6 separate regions of the Mus musculus genome follow, and all the other regions are linked to region 6. A link is a contact called in public promoter capture Hi-C and targeted proximity ligation data. All regions are on one chromosome and are shown on one strand. The core of a region is the stretch at or near the end of the contact, and the rest is flanking DNA. Distances in the headings are between cores, read along the strand shown.

Evidence for each region. Promoter capture Hi-C pulls out the DNA fragments that hold promoters and counts their contacts. Capture Hi-C pulls out chosen DNA fragments and counts their contacts.
Region 1: a promoter capture Hi-C map of neural stem cells shows a contact between it and region 6. A contact is called at or near these places in 3 of 39 promoter capture datasets (the SN4741 cell line, neural stem cells and second pharyngeal arch cranial neural crest), 3 of 130 datasets of targeted methods (the NIH/3T3 cell line, bone marrow-derived macrophages and embryonic forebrain) and 1 of 9 other capture datasets (adipose tissue).
Region 2: a contact with region 6 is called in a promoter capture Hi-C map of second pharyngeal arch cranial neural crest. A contact is called at or near these places in 9 of 39 promoter capture datasets (the C10 cell line, the HPC-7 cell line, HPC-7-derived erythroid cells and 7 more), 2 of 484 Hi-C or Micro-C datasets (embryonic stem cells and nephron progenitors), 2 of 130 datasets of targeted methods (embryonic midbrain and pancreatic cancer cells) and 1 of 9 other capture datasets (embryonic stem cells).
Region 3: a contact with region 6 is called in a promoter capture Hi-C map of liver, with 2.9 times the contacts expected there. A contact is called at or near these places in 10 of 39 promoter capture datasets (the 3T3-L1 cell line, the C10 cell line, the HPC-7 cell line and 6 more), 6 of 130 datasets of targeted methods (the NIH/3T3 cell line, craniofacial prominence, embryonic stem cells and 3 more) and 2 of 9 other capture datasets (liver and pancreatic islet).
Region 4: a promoter capture Hi-C map of pancreatic islet shows a contact between it and region 6. A contact is called at or near these places in 1 of 39 promoter capture datasets (liver), 1 of 130 datasets of targeted methods (pancreatic cancer cells) and 2 of 9 other capture datasets (liver and pancreatic islet).
Region 5: a targeted proximity ligation map of pancreatic cancer cells shows a contact between it and region 6. A contact is called at or near these places in 1 of 39 promoter capture datasets (pre-B cells) and 1 of 130 datasets of targeted methods (pancreatic cancer cells).

The regions. Positions count from the first base shown.
Region 1 is chr19:4,792,638-4,795,621 of GRCm38.p6, forward strand. Rbm4 (RNA binding motif protein 4) reads right to left here and starts at 1,372. Exons shown (of 4, transcript NM_001290122.1): 1 at 1,179-1,372; 2 at 1-183. The coding sequence starts at 172. It overlaps Gm21992 (predicted gene 21992), which reads right to left. Exons shown (of 3, transcript NR_157185.1): 2 at 1,179-1,372.
Region 2 is chr19:4,941,807-4,944,739 of GRCm38.p6, forward strand. Peli3 (pellino 3) reads right to left here and starts at 1,286. Exons shown (of 7, transcript NM_172835.3): 1 at 1,132-1,286; 2 at 1-106. The coding sequence starts at 105.
Region 3 is chr19:4,853,724-4,856,624 of GRCm38.p6, forward strand. Ctsf (cathepsin F) reads left to right here and starts at 1,442. Exons shown (of 14, transcript NM_019861.2): 1 at 1,442-1,763; 2 at 1,975-2,073; 3 at 2,347-2,431; 4 at 2,524-2,585; 5 at 2,789-2,864. The coding sequence starts at 1,545.
Region 4 is chr19:4,200,096-4,203,016 of GRCm38.p6, forward strand. It overlaps Rad9a (RAD9 checkpoint clamp component A), which reads right to left and starts at 1,508. Exons shown (of 11, transcript NM_011237.2): 1 at 1,388-1,508; 2 at 1,234-1,304; 3 at 834-962; 4 at 370-484; 5 at 177-276. The coding sequence starts at 1,421. Gm30082 (a long non-coding RNA gene) reads left to right here and starts at 1,613. Exons shown (of 4, transcript XR_388289.3): 1 at 1,613-1,703; 2 at 2,032-2,143; 3 at 2,289-2,343; 4 at 2,443-2,921.
Region 5 is chr19:3,985,302-3,988,051 of GRCm38.p6, forward strand. Acy3 (aspartoacylase (aminoacylase) 3) reads left to right here and starts at 1,269. Exons shown (of 8, transcript NM_001302479.1): 1 at 1,269-1,310; 2 at 1,522-1,650; 3 at 1,750-2,004; 4 at 2,430-2,622. The coding sequence starts at 1,769. Gm52386 (a long non-coding RNA gene) reads right to left here and starts at 460. Exons shown (of 3, transcript XR_003952881.1): 1 at 1-460.
Region 6 is chr19:4,475,798-4,478,545 of GRCm38.p6, forward strand. Syt12 (synaptotagmin XII) reads right to left here and starts at 1,346. Exons shown (of 8, transcript NM_134164.5): 1 at 1,138-1,346.

The sequences.
Region 1 (2,984 bases), core at 122-2,621, 320 kb after region 6:
AGTGGTGCAGGTTGCGTATGGCATCCTCAGCGGCCGTCTTGTCCTCTATGTGCACAAAGCCATAATTCTTAATGATGTCACATTCCAGCACCTTCCCGTACTGCTCGAAGAGTGAGCGGATCTCCTGCTCTGTGGCCTCCCGGGGCAGATTTCCAATGAACAGCTTCACCATCTCCACACAGCCTGCAAGTAGAGAAACAAGATTTTTAGGAGAAGACCTCAAGTCCATAGCAACTGTTAAAAAAAGGGAAAAAAAAAATCAAATAAATAAATGGCTCCCATCATCTCCTTTCACTTTAGCACATAGTCCCAAAAGTTTTCTCCTACAGGCATGCTCTTACATCTCCAATCAGTAACAAATGTGGAGTTCAACAAGAGCCTGCTTCTATTTCTCACAAGAAGTTCTATAAAGAGGAAAAATGTAACAAGGCAGACTTTTGTAGACAAAGGGGATTTTGCGGTGTGGCTCCAACCTACAGCACGGTACATTATAGGCAAGTATTCCGCCACTGAGTTACACTTCCCCTGCCCCAGACAAAGGAATAACGCTCTAAGTTTTCAGCATAAATAAAAAAAATGCTACAGGTACTGAGAGCTACTCACTTTGACATTTGAAAACAAGATTCTAACTACTAGACTTGCTAATTATAATTACTTCAAATTAGCTCTTCCTCTCTTAGCAACCATTTCCGGAAAAGTGGGAATTTCACTCGGAGTAGTGAGTTCCGGGATCAACCAGATAAAAAGCAGGGAAATATAGAAAATGCCCGAGTAGGAGGAGTCCTCTGGGGTGGGGGTGGGGGTGGGGCATGTCATTACAGGCTCCTACAGAAGAACTGGTCAAAGACTGGTGCTACAGTTTGGTGAGGAAGCCAACAATGCCCAGGGCATGACAGATTCTCCAGCCTAAATCTAAGATTTATCTAGGTGGAAACCCCAAAGAAGATTGAGCAAAGCAGAGGGTAAGGTGGACAAAAGAAAGCTATTCCGGGAGTAGAGAACGAGGACTTGGAGGAAGGTTGTTTCAGGCTTACCGCACTAAGTCGAGGACCGATGTCGGCTCTCAGGGACGGGTGCGCAGACCGCAACCCCACTATGCCAACCCTGACACCCACCGGAGTCAGGTAAGTTTTTTTAACAGAGAAAAGAACACAGTGGAAGAACGTGGAGTATCTCACCGCATGGATACCTGCAGGTCCTCCTCCTTGCAGCGCGGACGGTTCTGACAAAACGCTAAAATGGCGGCGGCCACAGCAGTGACTCTGGGTAGAAAGAGGGGTGAACCTACCCACCGGATTGGCCGTTCGGTAAAGTAAAAGGCTGGCGTTCCCGGAGATCCTCTTCCTGATTGGTTACCCGGAACGCCAATTACCTGAGAGGCCAGGAAGAGGTGGAAACGTCAGTAACCTGGACCTTTTATATGAAAGCCAATGAGCACCCAGCCTAGTGAAACTGAAGCCACTGATTGGGCAAGAGGTCCATCTGAAGGTGGAGCTAGAAACGCGGAATTCTTCAAAGCGCGGCCAGCCATTAGGCAGAATGAACAAGGTGCCGTGCGTCAGTGGGGCAACCTGTAGCTTCGTGGCTCCCAACTTTGTTAAGCTTTCACATTTTGTCACTTACACGTGCACATCCTGACAAAATTCAAGTTCTGTCACCACAATTCCGCACCGGTCCCTAGCTGAGCGTCACCACGCCCCGCAACGTGGATATTGCATCAGTCAACCTACCCAGACCTCCCGGCGATAGCCAAGCTCCCGCCCCTACTTAAAAAGCAACCCCCACTTTCCAATGTAGTCCTTCTGAGTCTCAAGTTACCAAAATTATAAGTATCTTTATGTAATTTTAAAACTCTAAAACAGTCAGTGGATCCAGCTTCGATAACAGTTCAATGGCCCAGACAATAGGGTGGTCAGAGACGTAGGAGACACAGGGGTTAAGGTTCCCTTTAGGAAACAGCCTCCCACCTCCCCAAAAGGTGTGAAAAACAGAGATTGAAAATCGACACCCCATCCCACCCCAACTTCACCCCGCCAAGAGAAGAAACAAAAAACAAAACAAAAAACGGGAACAGCAATTTTTGATTTTGTTTGGTTTTATTGGGCTCCATTAGCCAAAACTAAGTTTAAATTCCCTAAAACTGACCTTGGAAAAAAGGCTTGTGACAATCAGCTGTAAACAAGTACAAACGAACATTCTTCACAGGGTCCAAATTCCCTCATCACATTTTTCTCACCCACTGGCTGCTTCACATAATCCCATACTCATTGAGCAAGCAACTTTAGTCATGACCCTCTGCAACGCAGCTTCTTAAGATGGAGATAACCGGGAAAGGTGCTGAATGGAGAACTTAAAGGTGAACAGGCAGAAAGCAGGGGGAACTTCATGAGAACAGGATGATTGGGAGTAAAATAACAAATAGAGCATACTACCTCCCAAAACTGCCACAAAAGAAAGAAAAAGTCAAACAAAAGGCAGAGACAGAAAATAAGCTACTGGATTCTATAGCAGAAAATTAGTCTATAATTTAAGGCTAGGAAATAGGCCCCTTAAAAAGTAACAATATGACATTAAATATGGCCATGGCTTCATTCTGCAGCACCTGAGACTGAGTAAAAGCCACCTGAGATCTGTAATACAAGTTCTGCTGTCCTGCACAGGCCCTTTCAGAGGGGATCTAAAATGCACAGCCACATCTCAATATGCACCCAGAAATGCATAGGGTATAGAAATCATTTTCTCTCAGTTTAATCATCTTTCTTATGCCAAAATTCCTGGAGGTTGGGGTTACAGTAGCAAACAAGACCAATTCACTCCACTAAACTGGACTGGCTCCCGGTCTGAAGGGGAAGAGCCTGCTAACAAGCCAAGGGAACCACTATCCCCACAGTGTGCAGACAGACAGACAGCCCTCACCCTGTGACCAATCCCCAAGTGGAAATAGTCTCCAGACAATACCACCGCTGGAGTTAAATGCCAGACGG
Region 2 (2,933 bases), core at 36-2,535, 470 kb after region 6:
TGCTTCTTCACCAGGACAAGACAGGATGCAAGAGCCCTGGCTCCCCGGGTGCTGGAGGTCTGAGGTCCGGGGGGATCCCACGTCAGGGTTTCCTTCCAGCACCATTCTGAGCACAGTGGGAGAAGAGAAAAGAACCTTGCAACTTCCCACCCCAGCTCCTCTCAGGCTCTGGCTAGACACAAGGCAAGAATGGTCCGTCAACACTTGTTATTATAACTACTTCCTTTCCCCCAAATGGTGAGGTTGCTGGGATACCAAGGAGGGAGACTGGTGAGACAAGACCAAGAAACAAATGGCAAAATCAGAGTCAGAGTGTTTGGTCGGTTAGAGCAATATACCAACTTTGGATGGAATGTGTTTGGCAGAGGGGCAGCCAGGACTTAAGAGACCTCTAGACTCAGACTTAATTCCTGGCTTAAGCTCTTAACCCCAAGACCTCAGTTAAGCTCTCTGTCAGGTTCTTGGGTGTCTGTCTTCATTCTAATCTTATTGCCCTTTTTGCAGCAGGTCTAGGCCTCTGTCAGTCTGTCTGTTCTCAATGACTCTCTGTCCTCCCAGCACGTCCTTTTCTGCCTGTTCTCGCCCCACTCCGGTCCCTACTTCTATCCTTCCTCTATCTGTCTGCCTTTGTCTTACCACCCACCTGACTCAGTCTCCCTATCTTAGCCTGGCAATGCAGGCAGGCCTCCAGATCCCTCCCTCCCTCAGGTGTCTGTCTGTGGTCCTCAGGCCGCTTAGGTCTCTGGAGGCCTGTGGGGGCGGCGCTCCCCAGTCGGGCACCTCCTGCAGCAGAGTCAGTCGCCCGCAGGCTGTTAACAGCCCCAACGTTGGAAGGTCTGCGCAGAGGCAGGCCTGCACCCCGTGCTCGGGAAGGGCACAATGACAGCATACGCAGATACACACCAGGCGGCCCCTCACAAATACGCGCGCGCACGCTGTCAGTCCCGCGGGCAGTGCCTAGACTGGCACAGCATACCCAAGAACTCCTACGGCAGAGACGCGCCTCCGCGCTAACAGCCACAGGCGCCAGCCCTCAGACCCGCTCTCTTAACCCCGCCACCCCCAGATACTCAAACACGCCCCCAACGCACGCCCAACACAGCCCCCCGCCCCCCACCTCGCCAGCCTCACCTGGCGGCGTTCTGGGGCTCTCTGTGTGCTGCTGGCCCCCACCCGCCTCACCTCTACTGCGCCCCGGGACTGCCGCGGCGGGATGGGCCCGGCCCGCGGCTGCTCGGTGCAGCCTCGTCACGGGGACACCCGAGGCCCGGAGGAGGGAGGGATGTGCACACAAACCTCCACGCCCCACCCCTTGCCCCACGCCCCGCCCCGGCTCCGCCCCTAGAGGCCCCACCTTACCCCGAGGCTCCGCCTCCTGCGGCTTAAGCCTGGCTGTAGTCTGGGAAGCCAAAGAGGTTGTCTACAAGACCCCTCTCTTATTCCAGGCTCCGGACACCTCACCCTCATTCTGGGGTCTTCTAGGTTCTCCCCGAGACCGGAGCCTCCTTTCACACAGTAATCTAGAGGCTCCTTTTCCCAACCTAAGACTAGCGACTGCCCACCCGCTGCTCCAAGACCCCGCCTCCTTTATGGGGAAATCTCGGAATTACAGAGAAGCCCAGAGCAAACAGAGGGAAGGAAACTACTAGAAGAGGCGGAGGAAGGTGCATCACCCGTGGAGGCTGAGGAAAGCCACTGCGGTTGTCTCGAGTGCAGATCTGTCTTTCAGTTCAGCGCGACCACTTTCTCTCTGTGCAACAATCAGTGAGCTCTGGCCTCCTTGGTGTCCAGAGACATGAATCACTGACCTCCCCTCCCAACAGCATGCTTCTATCCTTTGCAAAGCCTCAAAGGAAAGCCCACTTTGGGGTGCTCGGTCCCTCAGGGCCACAGGCTTTCTTCTGTCAGTACCAGGCTCTCTGGGTTGAATTTGGGCAAATTAAGTCCTGTAATCCTTGGAAGGCGGGTACGATAATTGTGGCCTGTCACCCCTGTCCCCGATGCCACAAAACAGATTTACAGAAATGGCTTGCTACAAAGGAACCAAGAGAGGATCTGGCCCATGGCTTCATACACCTTGATAAACACTTTACCACTTACCAACATCTCCAGCCCTTGAACGACTCATTATTTTTTTTATATTAAATCTATTTTCATGTATATGAGTATTTTGCTTCCGTGTATGGTTGTGCACCACTTGTATGCCTACCTGGTGCCAACAGAGGCCAGAAACTCGAATTCTCTGGGACTGGAGTTACAAACAGTTGTGAGCCACCATGCCAGTGCTAAGTATCAAACCCAGAGCTGGGCAGTGGTGGCGCAAGCCTTTAATCCCAGCACTTGGGAGGCAGAGGCAGGCGGATTTCTGAGTTCAAGGCCAGCCTGGTCTACAGAGTGAGTTACAGGACAGCCAGGACTATACAGAGAAACCCTGTCTAATAATAATAATAATAATAATAATAATAATAATAATAATAAAAACCCAGGCTCTCTGAAAGAGCAAGCAGCCATTGCACTTAGCCACTGAGCCATCTCTAGTCCCCTTACTTTGTTTGCTTGTTTGTTAGTTTTGAGAGTCTCACTGTATACCCCTGAATGGCCTGGAGCTCACCATGTACATCATCAGACTAGCCTCCAAAAAGCTGGAGTTAAAAGCAAGGGCCGCCAAACCTGATGAACTCCTGACTTTGAAAGCTGCCATGAACTAGAGATGGACTCAGTTGTGCAACTACCAAACCCAGACACTATTGCAGATGCCAAGAAGAGCTTGCTGATAGGAGTCTGATATATAGCTGTTTCCTGAGAGGTTCTGCCAGTGCCTGGCTAATACAGAAGTAGATGCTCACAGTCATCCATTAGACAGAGCACAGGGTCCCCAATGAAGGAGCTAGATGAGGTACCCAAGGAGCTGAAAGGGTTTGCAGCCCTATAGG
Region 3 (2,901 bases), core at 192-2,691, 380 kb after region 6:
GAAGAGGGAGCCAGATCTCATTTCAGATGGTTGTGAGCCACCACGTGGTTGCTGGGAATCGAACTCAGGACCTTTGGAAGAGCAGTCCGTGCTCTTAACCCCCGAGCCATCTCTCCAGCCCCAGTAGATGCATTCTTTATGGGATACATTGTGGAGAGACCTATAGGGTACTGCTAGGCAGGAATCTGACATTGGCCAAGGACAAGGAAACAAGCCTCAATCTTTAGGTTGTAATAGGGAAGCAGGACAAGGCAGAAACTCCAATCTCGGGGTGGTACAAAAGAAGCAGGCCCTGGGCAAGATCCAGGCTTTTGGCCTGTCATGCATGTCACTACTGGAGTGGATGTAGCAGTCTACATAGGCCCTGTTTTGAAGACAAACAAACCAAGGGAACTGTCTTAAAGACTTCAAAAAACTCCTTCATATATACATACCCTGCACACTCCTCACGTACACACAAGATTTCTGTGACAAGGCTGATTTTAACCGCTTTAGATAACATACGACAGCTCCTTCAATGAGCTGAGGATAATTTTTGCCTCTCCGATACAAAACCAATGGATTTTTGTATCCAAGCAGTTTATGGACATTTCCCTTTCAATAATAAAAAACCCTCCTTTCCGGTCCCTCTCCAAGTGTGCAGAGGCTTACGAGAATGCATCTTGGTTTATGATTCAATTTGTTATTCCCTCATACATTTTTACACTTTGGAGATTTTTTTCCCACCCTCTGTTTTCAGTTGTGACGCTGTCCCTTGGCAGTCCTGGAACACAGTGCTTTTAAGTGATTTACGGTACGATCCACCCTTTGCACAGCTTTGTTGATTATATAGATGTCTTTTAAGCCTCACAACAGCCAGACTCATGTAGCCTACGCTCAAATTCTCTTAGGTATCCAAGAATGACCTTGAACTTCAGAACTTTCTGTCTCTTCCTGAGTGCCTCACCAGGCTAGGTTTATTCCGTGCTCGGGGATGGTACACAGGGCATTTGTGAGAGCTAGGCAAACACTAGCCACTGAACTACCTACATCCTCTGGTCCCACAACCCATAATATTACTGACCGTCTGGTGAATGACAATAGGTGCCTCAAAGGTGAGATCACACCGTGAAGGCAGGCTGAGGAACCAATTGTTTGGGTTCACCTCTTATCAGAGTCATCTGTAAGCTTCTTTTTCTTTATCTACGCAATGGGACTGCACTGACCTCACAGGTCTGCCATGGTTAAAAGGATCTGGCTTTTCCTGCGTAAGATAGAAAAGGGCGTAGATTCTTATTTTATTGTCAACCTAGTGTCCTCTCCCCTCACTCCACCCTCTCCACCCCCCCACCCACCCCCCCCCGCATCCCGCACCCCGTGGTCCACGTGCCTCGCGTAAATAAGCGAGCGCGCAAGCGCCAGGAATCGGTGCCCATTGGCCGCCCCGGCGTTCTCCAACGTTGTAGGGAAACTCTCTGTGGCCTCTGACAGCAGGCTCCGCCTCGGGTCTCTTGATCCGTGTGTTTGTGGGTCAGTGAATCCGGGCGAGCAGCTTCGACCTCGCTATGGCGCCCCTACTGCAGCTTCTGTGGCTGCTGACACTGCTCTCGACTGTGGCCCTGAGCCCCGTCCCCGCCAAGCCCTGGGCAGATGACGAGCAGGCCTGGAACTTGTCGTCCCAGGAGCTGCTGGCCCCCGCCCGCTTCGCGCTGGACATGTACAATTACGGCCGTGCTGCGGGGACAAGGGCCGTGCTAGGAGCGGTGCGCGGACGCGTCCGCCGGGTGAGGACGCGCGGGGAGCGGGCGCGGGGCCTGGGCCCAGGAATGGTGCAAGGTGGAGTTTGGCTTAAATTTGGGATGATGGCCAGGACAGGGGAGGGAAGGACCTGTTTAGACCTGTATCCGGTAGGGAGGCACAGATGGGCAATGGTCTCCTAAGAGGAGTAAAGGGGGAGGGGATGGCTGGGCCAGCCCCAACTTCTTCTCCATCCAGGCCGGCCAGGGCTCTCTGTTCTCCCTGGAAGCCACACTAGAGGAGCCACCTTGCAATGATCCCCTGGTGTGCCCACTGCCTGAGACGAAGAAAACAGTGGTGAGTGAAGAGGTCAGCTATTGTTGGCCCTAGCTGGCAAACAATTGGAATGGTGGGTCCTGTCGAGGCATTGGTTACTCCTGAGATACCAAGTTAGAGACCAAGATGCTCTGAAAGGGTGGGTGTTGGGGTGCTGGGTGTCTGCTGCTGGCCTCCCTCTTTCACCAAGTTATGACTGCCTTCCATGTGGCTCTCCTTTGAGGAACTTCTAGCTGCTCTTGCCAGGACCTTGTTTCAAACTGTCCCAAGACCGTCTTCTTTCTATGCCTCCAGCTCTGCAGTTTTGAAGTCCTGGAAGAGCTAAAAGAACACTTGCTGCTGAGGAGGGACTGTAGCCCAGTGAATGCCAAGGTCACAGGTGCTGGGATTGCTCAAGGAGACTGGGAGAGCCCAGACCATACTTGAGTCAGAATCCAGCCTTAATTACTTCTCTGTTCCGACCCTATCCAGAGTTTAGAAATGCGACTTTCAGCTCATTCCTTCCATTGTTGGACAAGGATCCCCTGCCCCAGGTGAAGACCCTGTGTCGAGGAGAGACAAAGGCCCCTTAATCCTCTTTCCCTTCTCTTCTCTTTCTCTGCACGCCCCTTCTCTCTCTTCCCCCTCACTTCCTCTTCCCATAGTGACTTCCCTGTCTTGGTCCTCCAGGGTAGAGCTCAGTCAGCTCACTGGGGTCTGGCTGGACTTGTAAGTGAACATCCTTCCGCCTTCCTAGGACTTCTCTGTGAAGATGGCTCCACTCTTCAAGGACTTCATGACCACCTATAACCGGACTTATGAATCAAGGGAAGGTAGGCCCCAGCCTTGTCATCTGTCTCCGTCAGGCCT
Region 4 (2,921 bases), core at 258-2,757, 280 kb before region 6:
ATGGCCTTCCCAGTGAAGTTTCCTAGAAACTTCTGATCCTCCCACCTCAATCTAAGAACTGCTACGATGACAGGCATAGGCTAGCCAGGCCTGCTGAAAATGGAGCATTCCTAGAATGACATTAAAGCCCTAAAGGTAGGAGAGACTCAGGCGAAGTTTGAAGCAGGGGTGCTTACCGTGCTGGGGTGCGCAATAAGTGAGGGCATGAGGCTGGGTCGAAGACAGCCTGCAGGGACTCACAGTCCTGGAAGGAGAGGTTGTGTGTCTTCTTGACCCCTGGATAAGGGAAATGGTCTCAGGGCTTGGCAACCTCCACTGCCACTGCCTCCACACCCACAGAGGAACTCTTTGGGCAGGCCGCTTGCTCACCATACTTGCAGTGGAGCTGGACCACCAGGTGGCTGTGGCTGCCACTGAGGGAGATACAGCACTTCTCCACAGACTTCTCCACAATTGCCAGAGAGCGGAAGACGGACAGGAAGGCCTGGGCAGGGTAGGACATCAGTCTGGCACACTGCTTCCACGGCCCAGCTCTACATCCCATGTAGGCCCTGGCCCCATCACTGGCCCCACAAAGCTGTGGTGTCTGCACACTCCCATGCTGCCTTGCCCATGCTGGTCTCTTTGCTGGGAAGGGCCACTAACCTTTTCTTGACCAATGTCACCACCCTCTCCACAGATCTTAGATAGCCCTCTACGGTCTAAACATCTTTACCTCACTGCATGTTGCATGGAATAGCTCCCATATGAGACTAACTCCCTAGTCAAACTCATCATTTACTGAGTACCTGGCACAGAGGCACAGCTGTGGAGCTGCTTCAGGTGGCCCTTACCTTCATCAGGATCTTACAGCGCAGCAGGTCCTGACCAGGGGAAGCCGCCTGGTACTGCTGGAAGAAGAGTGGGGCAAAAAGGAAGCAGGCATAGGCAGAACGGGACGAGTTCACAGTCCGTAGGGAGAGCTGAGACACAAAAAGCAGGCAAAATTGCTTTTCCCTTAAGTTACTTTAGCCCCACCTTGCCTGCCACTAGGCGTTCTAGGAAGAGCAAGTACCCTCTGTATAGACATGCAGCCTCAGAAGACTGGGCCCAAGCCGATGTCCGAACAACCCAAGAGATAATAAACTGCGCCGGAATATCTGTCCACCATCCCTGTAAGGCCGAATGAACACCAAGCCTAGGCTCCCCATTCACCATTGAATCCGCCCCCATCCCTGCGTCCCAGTCCCTTACCCCGTCCTTCAAGGGTTCCAGATAGAGCTCGTCCCCGATTCGGGATAGCGAATGGACAGCCTTGCCCAGCACTGCGGGGAGGAGAACAGAAAGTGGTTAGGGGGACTCCTGGGGCTTGCTCACGTGGTCTGCTGCAAGGTAGGTCCAAACTTACCCTTCACGTTGCCCCCGGTGATCAGGCACTTCATAGTACATAAGCACAAAAATCGAGCTTGTTTTGCACACGAACCGGGACGGGATAGGACATATAATGAGTCCCAGCAGCTACTACGACTGCCTAAAGTTCCCTTCCCGCGCACCGTCCCCTCCCCGCTGCCGGCCTGGCCTCCGCTTCCTTATTGGTTCACCCGGGGTTTCTCCGTCACGTGAGAAAAACGTTCCTAAGCTCGGTGTCACGTGATCTAGTCGGTTCATTGGGTGTGGCCCGGGTCACGTGACTGCGGAGGGCTTGCTCCTGTGTCCTTCCTCAGGTCTGATTCTCCCACCCGAACCCGAGCCCTGCACACCCTGCAGAGCTCTGCAGCTCCACTGGGCTGCACTGGGCATAGGTGAAGGGCATACTAGATGGAGGAGCAAGGTGTCTGCACCAAGGATCGAGCTCTGGACCAGAGCCCTAACGTGGGAAGTGTAGACCCTCCCGGGTCGCTAACTTTAGTGTGTGGGGTTACAGGGTCAAATCAAGATAGTCCGCGCTCAATCTGGGCTGGGGATTCTGTTGTGGCAGCAACCACCAGCTCCCCTCAAAAAACGTAACTCGCTTCAAGAGCGATGAGAAGGGGCTGTTCATTTTGCTTTCAGGATCCTTCACTGACCTTCGTAAATACATGGAAAGATGAGAAGGTTCTGGGACAGAAAAGGGTGGAAGGATGGACTTGTCAGAAGGAGGGGCAGAAGCAGAAGCACAATGGGGGTAGGCGAATATGGGTGAATGGGGTGTCCCGAGCCTTGTGCGGTAAGGGGTGGGGAGGCAGAGCTGAAGGGATGAACTGGGAAGCCCTGGGAAGGCTTAAGTACTACGCGGGGTTTGGTTTATGTACATTTTACCAATTACCCAGACAGTGTGGAAGGATGAAGATTTTCAGCTGGGACGCATTCACCTTGCTCTGGGAGGTAGTTCAAATGCCTAGAGCAACCCTTGCCCATCCCCCTGCGGGCCTGTGGGTAGTGGGGAGGGTGTGTTTGTTACCTAGCCCCTCTTTGTTTTTCTAGGCTCCTCTCCCTCTCCAAGTGCTTCTTTCCTAGAGCCTCCGGGGAGGAGGCGGCTTTCCCTTTCCACATCCAAGGCAAGCTGCATACAACGCAGAGGTGTCCAGTTCTCTGTTAGACTGGGAGTTAGGGGATTACCAGCATCCTCTCCTCCTCACTTGCTCACGTCTTCGGTGGATTCTGGCTGCTTCATTTCCCAAACAGATGGCAAAGTGGCCCTCCTTCTGTCTCCACTGTCCTCCTTTCACTGTCCAGACACAGTCCTCAGTGACCCGCCCCCCCCCCCCCCCCCGGTGGGCTTAACTCTCCTGGCAAAGTCCAGTCTCTTGATCAGGAACTTTGAGGATCCAGGTCCCACAGAGGTCTTCACTGTCTCCTACCCCACATGATCACCTATCTCCATAGCCCTGCCAGGCTCTTAGCGGCCACTCTGGCTGCTTCCAAGGCTGTAGCCTGCTTCTCCCATGCTGACTTCTCTTCCT
Region 5 (2,750 bases), core at 19-2,518, 490 kb before region 6:
AAAGGACAGCTGGCAGGCCTCGTGAGAACAAAGGTGAGCCACAGGGCTCCACTGTCCCCACAGTGACAGTGCCATGGGGTGGGGGAGGGTAAGAGAGCAGACTCAGGCTAGAGTGTGATCTAAGCAGCTCTGATAAGGTTGCCACCCAGAATGTCCAAACTGTCTTGTAAGCTTGGACCTACAGCGAGAGTGATTTAGTTCCTGCCGGATGTCAGGACATCCTGAAACACAAGGCCTGACCTTGGAGGCCAAGTGCAGTCAGTAGGCATAGTTAATCCGATGGTTCAGTGGGCTGCATGGCTCACTGCCTCTCTCCTCAGCGACCTCTGAACAGTGCTTGCCTCCTGCCAGAGGACAGCTGAGCTCAGTAGGAGGGACAGCTGAGGGTCAGGGAACCAGGACTTCCCCAGGACCCCCACGGAGGTCTCAGGGAATGGAAAGGATCACTCTGTCTTCCAGTTCCAACTGTCCCCTGTGTTCAGTGTACCCTTTGCTCCTCTGCTGAGCCTCAGTTTCCACATCTGTAGACTGGGCCTGAGGGTTGTTTTCCAAAGCAGAGTAAACAAAGTCATTTCAGTTACAGTGTCCTTGAAGGCCATCACAAAGACCAGGCAAAACATTTTGCGGTTTTGTTTGAAGCATCAGTGAGCTGTAAGATTTGAACCTCATAGATCACAGCTTTAAATAGGTGGCTGTGGGCTGCAAAGACAGGCCGGTGCAGGGGAAGGTGGCAGGGAAGAGGACTCCTTTTCCGGTGGCCCCCAAAGTACAGGGCTGCTGTGGCCAAAATCAAGTCACTGCCCACTGTTGTCTGCCTTAAGTAGCCTCAAGGAAAGCACCTCTCTGCATGGATCGGAGTGGACACCAGGCAGGCCTTGTCTACCCTTAAAGGACCAAGCAGTGGACCACCAGTACTCATCAGTGCAAAGCCAAGTCCTTTCTGAGGACTGGGAGACATGGTTCCAAGTCAGGAATCTCTGGGCAAGCGCAGCTTCCAGCAGAAGTCCCCAGAGACCCTTGCAAGTAAAACTGTCCCTTTTCCGGGGGAAAGAGGAGAGGGCAAGGACAGGAACCTGCCCCAGAGACCTGGACCCATTAAGCTGATGGGAGTGGGGGCGGAGCTTAGGGGATAGGGGTGGGGCCCTGCGAACTTTGGCTGCTTGGCTCCCAGCCCAGCCTCCCGCCTCCAGTTCTCCGCCTACTTGGAACAAACACTTCCTGCCTGGGACCTGCGGGCCTATAAATACAGCCTCCTAGGGGGTGGACACATTAGGCCTGTGGCCTAGGGAAGCCCAGGCTCGTACCAGCAGGTAAGAGGCTCTGGCAGAGGCTCCCGACCAGTTCAGAGGAGGGTGCAGAGGTGGCCTGAAATCCAGACACTTGCTGCACAGCTTAGGGGGTGACAGTCTTCTCCCCCTGGAAAGCTAGGCATTGGCTTTACCATCTATAAAATAGTTCTGTGGTGACAGTCGTGTGGGTGGGAACAGTCGACCTTCTGAATGTCTGAGTCCCCCTTCTCAGCTTAGGTCCTCAGAGAGAAAAGTGGGGAGAGCGACACTCACCCTCAGAACATTCCAGAAGAGGGACTGAGGTTGCAAGGGGGAACAAAAATTTGGCTGCTGGTGTCTTGAACTTGGCTTCTGGGTACAGGTGGGTCACAGTTGGCATCCCCCTGCCTCAGACTCTTCTGTGGGGAGCTCACCCTACTGTTCAGGCTCTGGATACTTAGATTCCACATCTCTTGTGCAGTTCTTCCCCACACTGGGAGATGTCCTCCCTACCTGGGTCCCGGGAGCCCCTGCTCCGTGTGGCTGTGACTGGAGGCACCCACGGGAATGAGATGTGTGGTGTCTACCTGGCCCGGTACTGGCTACAGAACCCAGGGGAGCTGCAGAGACCCAGCTTCTCAGCCATGCCGGTTCTGGCCAACCCAGCAGCCACAGCTGCCTGTTGCCGTTACCTGGACCGTGATCTCAACCGCTCCTGCACCCTCACCTTCCTTGGGTGAGTACCCTCAGCCAGGCTGGCCGGTCCACAGCCAGGTACTAGCATCCCTACAGACTGGTCACAGTGGCTAGCAAGGCATCTCTGTCTTTTCTCAATGACCATATGGTTTAGCGAGATCCAGATCAATGTCACCTCTTCCAGGAAGTCTGCCCAGTAGGCCAGACTCTTACCAGCTGAAGTGAGACATACATGGGGAACAGGACCAACATGTCAGCTTCAGGTTACTGGAGGCACAGAAAAAGACTGGGGTGAAGGTGGGACTACATGGAGCATCCAGCCTGACCAAGAGAAGTCAGGGAAGGCTTCTTGTAGGAGGTGGCATCCAGCTAATCTCCCCCCTCCCCCACCAAAGGTGAGAAGTTAGCCAAGGAAAGGGAGACTGAGATGATGGGGACTGATGTCCCCCATTCCTTTCCCCACAGTTCCACCGCTACCCCTGATGACCCCTATGAAGTGAAAAGAGCCCGAGAGTTGAACCAGCTGCTGGGTCCCAAGGGCACAGGCCAGGCTTTTGACTTTACCCTAGACCTGCACAACACCACAGCAAACACTGGAGTCTGCCTCATCTCTGAATCCAACATCTCCTTCAACTTGCACCTGTGCCACTACCTACAGGTGGTCCCTAGGGGGCAGGAAGGAGGGCGGGGAGGGGGCAGAGGGACCAGTGCCACCTGAGGTACTCCAGGCTCGCCTTAACCTTCCAACCAAGGAAAAGAGGTGGGGCAGGGTGGACGACCCTGTGC
Region 6 (2,748 bases), core at 96-2,595:
CTGACACTGGGCACCTACTATGTGCCAGCATAGTATCAGGGGGGACTTGCCTTGTGCTCAGGAAATGCCCCCAGAGAGTCCAGGGTTCCCTGTCAGCCCTGGAAATGTAGGGAGGGGTGGCCTAGCAGCTGAGACTCCAGCCCTTCAAGGTGTGAAAAGTGACTTGCCCCATCCAAGTCACTAGCAAGCACTTAGTAGGATGAAGCCAGGTTTGGACCCCAGGCTGGGAGGTCCCACTCTTCTGGGCTGCTTGAGAAAGATTTCACATTGCTCAGAGAGGACTGGAAATGGGGGTTGGGGTTGGGATTGGGGGTGGGGTGGGGTGAGGTGAGTGTATAATTGTAATTGTCCTGGCCTTACTGGGTGCATTGTTAACACCTAGGTGGGTTTCCTTCCCTTGCCTTTCTTAGTTTCTAATAAGGACTACTTCTGAGGCTCTGCAAACTCTGCACCCTGGCTAAACAGCTCAGGTGCTTGTTTCCCAGGTTCTTCTCAACGGATTTGTCCCCATCAACTGTAAGGCGAGACAGTCTTTTAGCAGCACCATGCCCACCAAAGAGAAAGGCTCAGGGCTCCTTCACCTACAATGCCGTTTACTGCCCCCATGTTCAGCTCCCGTCTATACACAGCTTCGAGTGAAGCTCAAGGAACCCTTAGGTTCTTCCCGTAGGCCTCCTGGAGAAGAGATGCGACGCGCCCCCTACGATGCAGATCCTCATACCCTCACACCACACTGGAATTTTGGGAGGGGGCACTGGCCAGGGACCCCCAACGGGATGTAAGGTCAGGGGCAGTTAGGACAGCCAAGGTGTTGAGTGTGAAGGTGAGGGGTGTGTGCGGTGTGCGAGCTCAGGGGAGGTGTGTAAACAGCCGGGTGAACCGCGTGTGTGCACATGGGGGCCGGGCGAGCTGGCGCCAGGCGATGCGCAGTGCGCGGAGTGGCTGGGCCGGGGAAGGGCGCCGGGCGTGCTCTGTGCCCCGCGTTGGTGTGCCAGCGCAGCGCGGGGGTGCAGACGTACGGAGTGTGAGGGGCCCCGGGTTTCGGGCTTAAGAAGAGGGACTGAGTGCGTCCGCCCGTCCATGCCCAGGGCGCTTGTGCCTGCCGCGCTCTGTGTGGGGGCCAGGGTGCCTACTCACCCGGGGTTCCGCGGAGGGGACGCGGGTCCGACTCCTGGTTCTATCTCTGCTCCCACGCTGGCCTCCCGCAGTTGGCTCTCACAGGCGCTCGGCCGCCCGCTGCTACGCCACCCCTGCAGTGTAGCGGGGCGCTCGTCTCCTGCTGGAGCCTCGCCTCACCGATGGGGGCTCCGCGGGGCCCGGCGGCCGAATGGAGCAGCGCCGCAGTCCGGGCACGCTCCCAGGAGCCCGCCGCGCGCTCCCTCGCGCTCGCCCGCCCGCTCGCCTGCTCCTTCTTGAATTTAAAGTGACAACCCCGAGCGCTCTCTCTACTCCAAGGAGCAGAGCAGCGCTGCGAGGATCTAGTCGGAGATCCCCAAGCGCGTGAGGGTCCTGGGGGGGGGGGGGGCAGCCAAGTTGGACCCTGGGATCGCAGGCTTGTGGATGTGTTGGGTAGGGAACCCTGTGCTCACCAGGGGCGCACCCCACTCCCTTTATGTTGTTCTCCTTCTAGGCCTCAGTTTCTTTATCTGTAAAACGGACTCAAGAGAGTCACACACACACACACACACTCACAAAATCAGACCAGCGAGCAGCGCAGCCAGCAGTATTCCCTTCTCTGAATGGCTGATATTTCCTTCCATGATTGAGTTGTGATTGTACGCTATACCAGTCCAGGTCACTTACCGACATCATCTTTTGTAATCTCTGCAATGACCTCATCGGCGGCCACTCCATTTATTTATTTATTTTTTTTGAGATAAGGCCCAGGGTGGATATGAAGGCCAAATGACTTCAAAGTCTTTTTTTTTTTTTTTTTTTTTTTTTTTTTTTTTTTTTTTTTAGAGAGAGAGAGAGGGAGAATGGGAGAATGAATCACTTTATAGCCCTAGCTGTCCTGGAAATCACTAAGTAGATCAGGCTGGCCTTGCTCGAACTCACAGAGATATCAGCCTCTGTCTCCCAATTGCTGGGACTAAAGGCATGTGCCACCACACCTGACTTTCTTTTTTAACCTCTTAAGGGTCATACTTTCTCTTCCAAGGAATGAATGAATCATTCAGGAGATATTTATGACGCTCTCACCCAGGCTCTCGGCACAGTGCCAGGCGTGGGCGATCTTCCGGGAACAAGGGACAGGTCCCCTCCCTGCCCGCGCAGTCTGGCAGGAAGATAAGTCGGGTATTAGGAGAGGCTGGGTGTTGCCCTTCAGGAGGGGGCGGCGGGGCACCTGTTCTGGACACAGTGACCAGAACAGCGAGCTGGGAAGACACCTGACTAGGCCTCCAGGAGGATCTGGAGTCTGGGAGAGAAGTTGACAATCTCATGGAGAGCCAATACCAAAAGGCTGGGTTGTCTGAGAGTAGTGTGGAGAGCAGACAGACAAGCTTGGTCCAGAAAACCAAAGGGAGGTTGCAACTTCACCCTCACCTATAGGGGGCACCATCATTTTCTGGACCTGAAAAAGAAGTGAGTTCTGTCTTGGAGCTAGGGATTGGACCATGGACATTTGGTGCCATTTCCCATTTAACTAACCTTCAAGGCTACTTATAGCTTTGGCAAGACTGAACCCATTTTCGTTTTTAATTTTTTTTTTTTTTTTTTAAGAGTGCTTCCTGGGCAGCGGTGGCA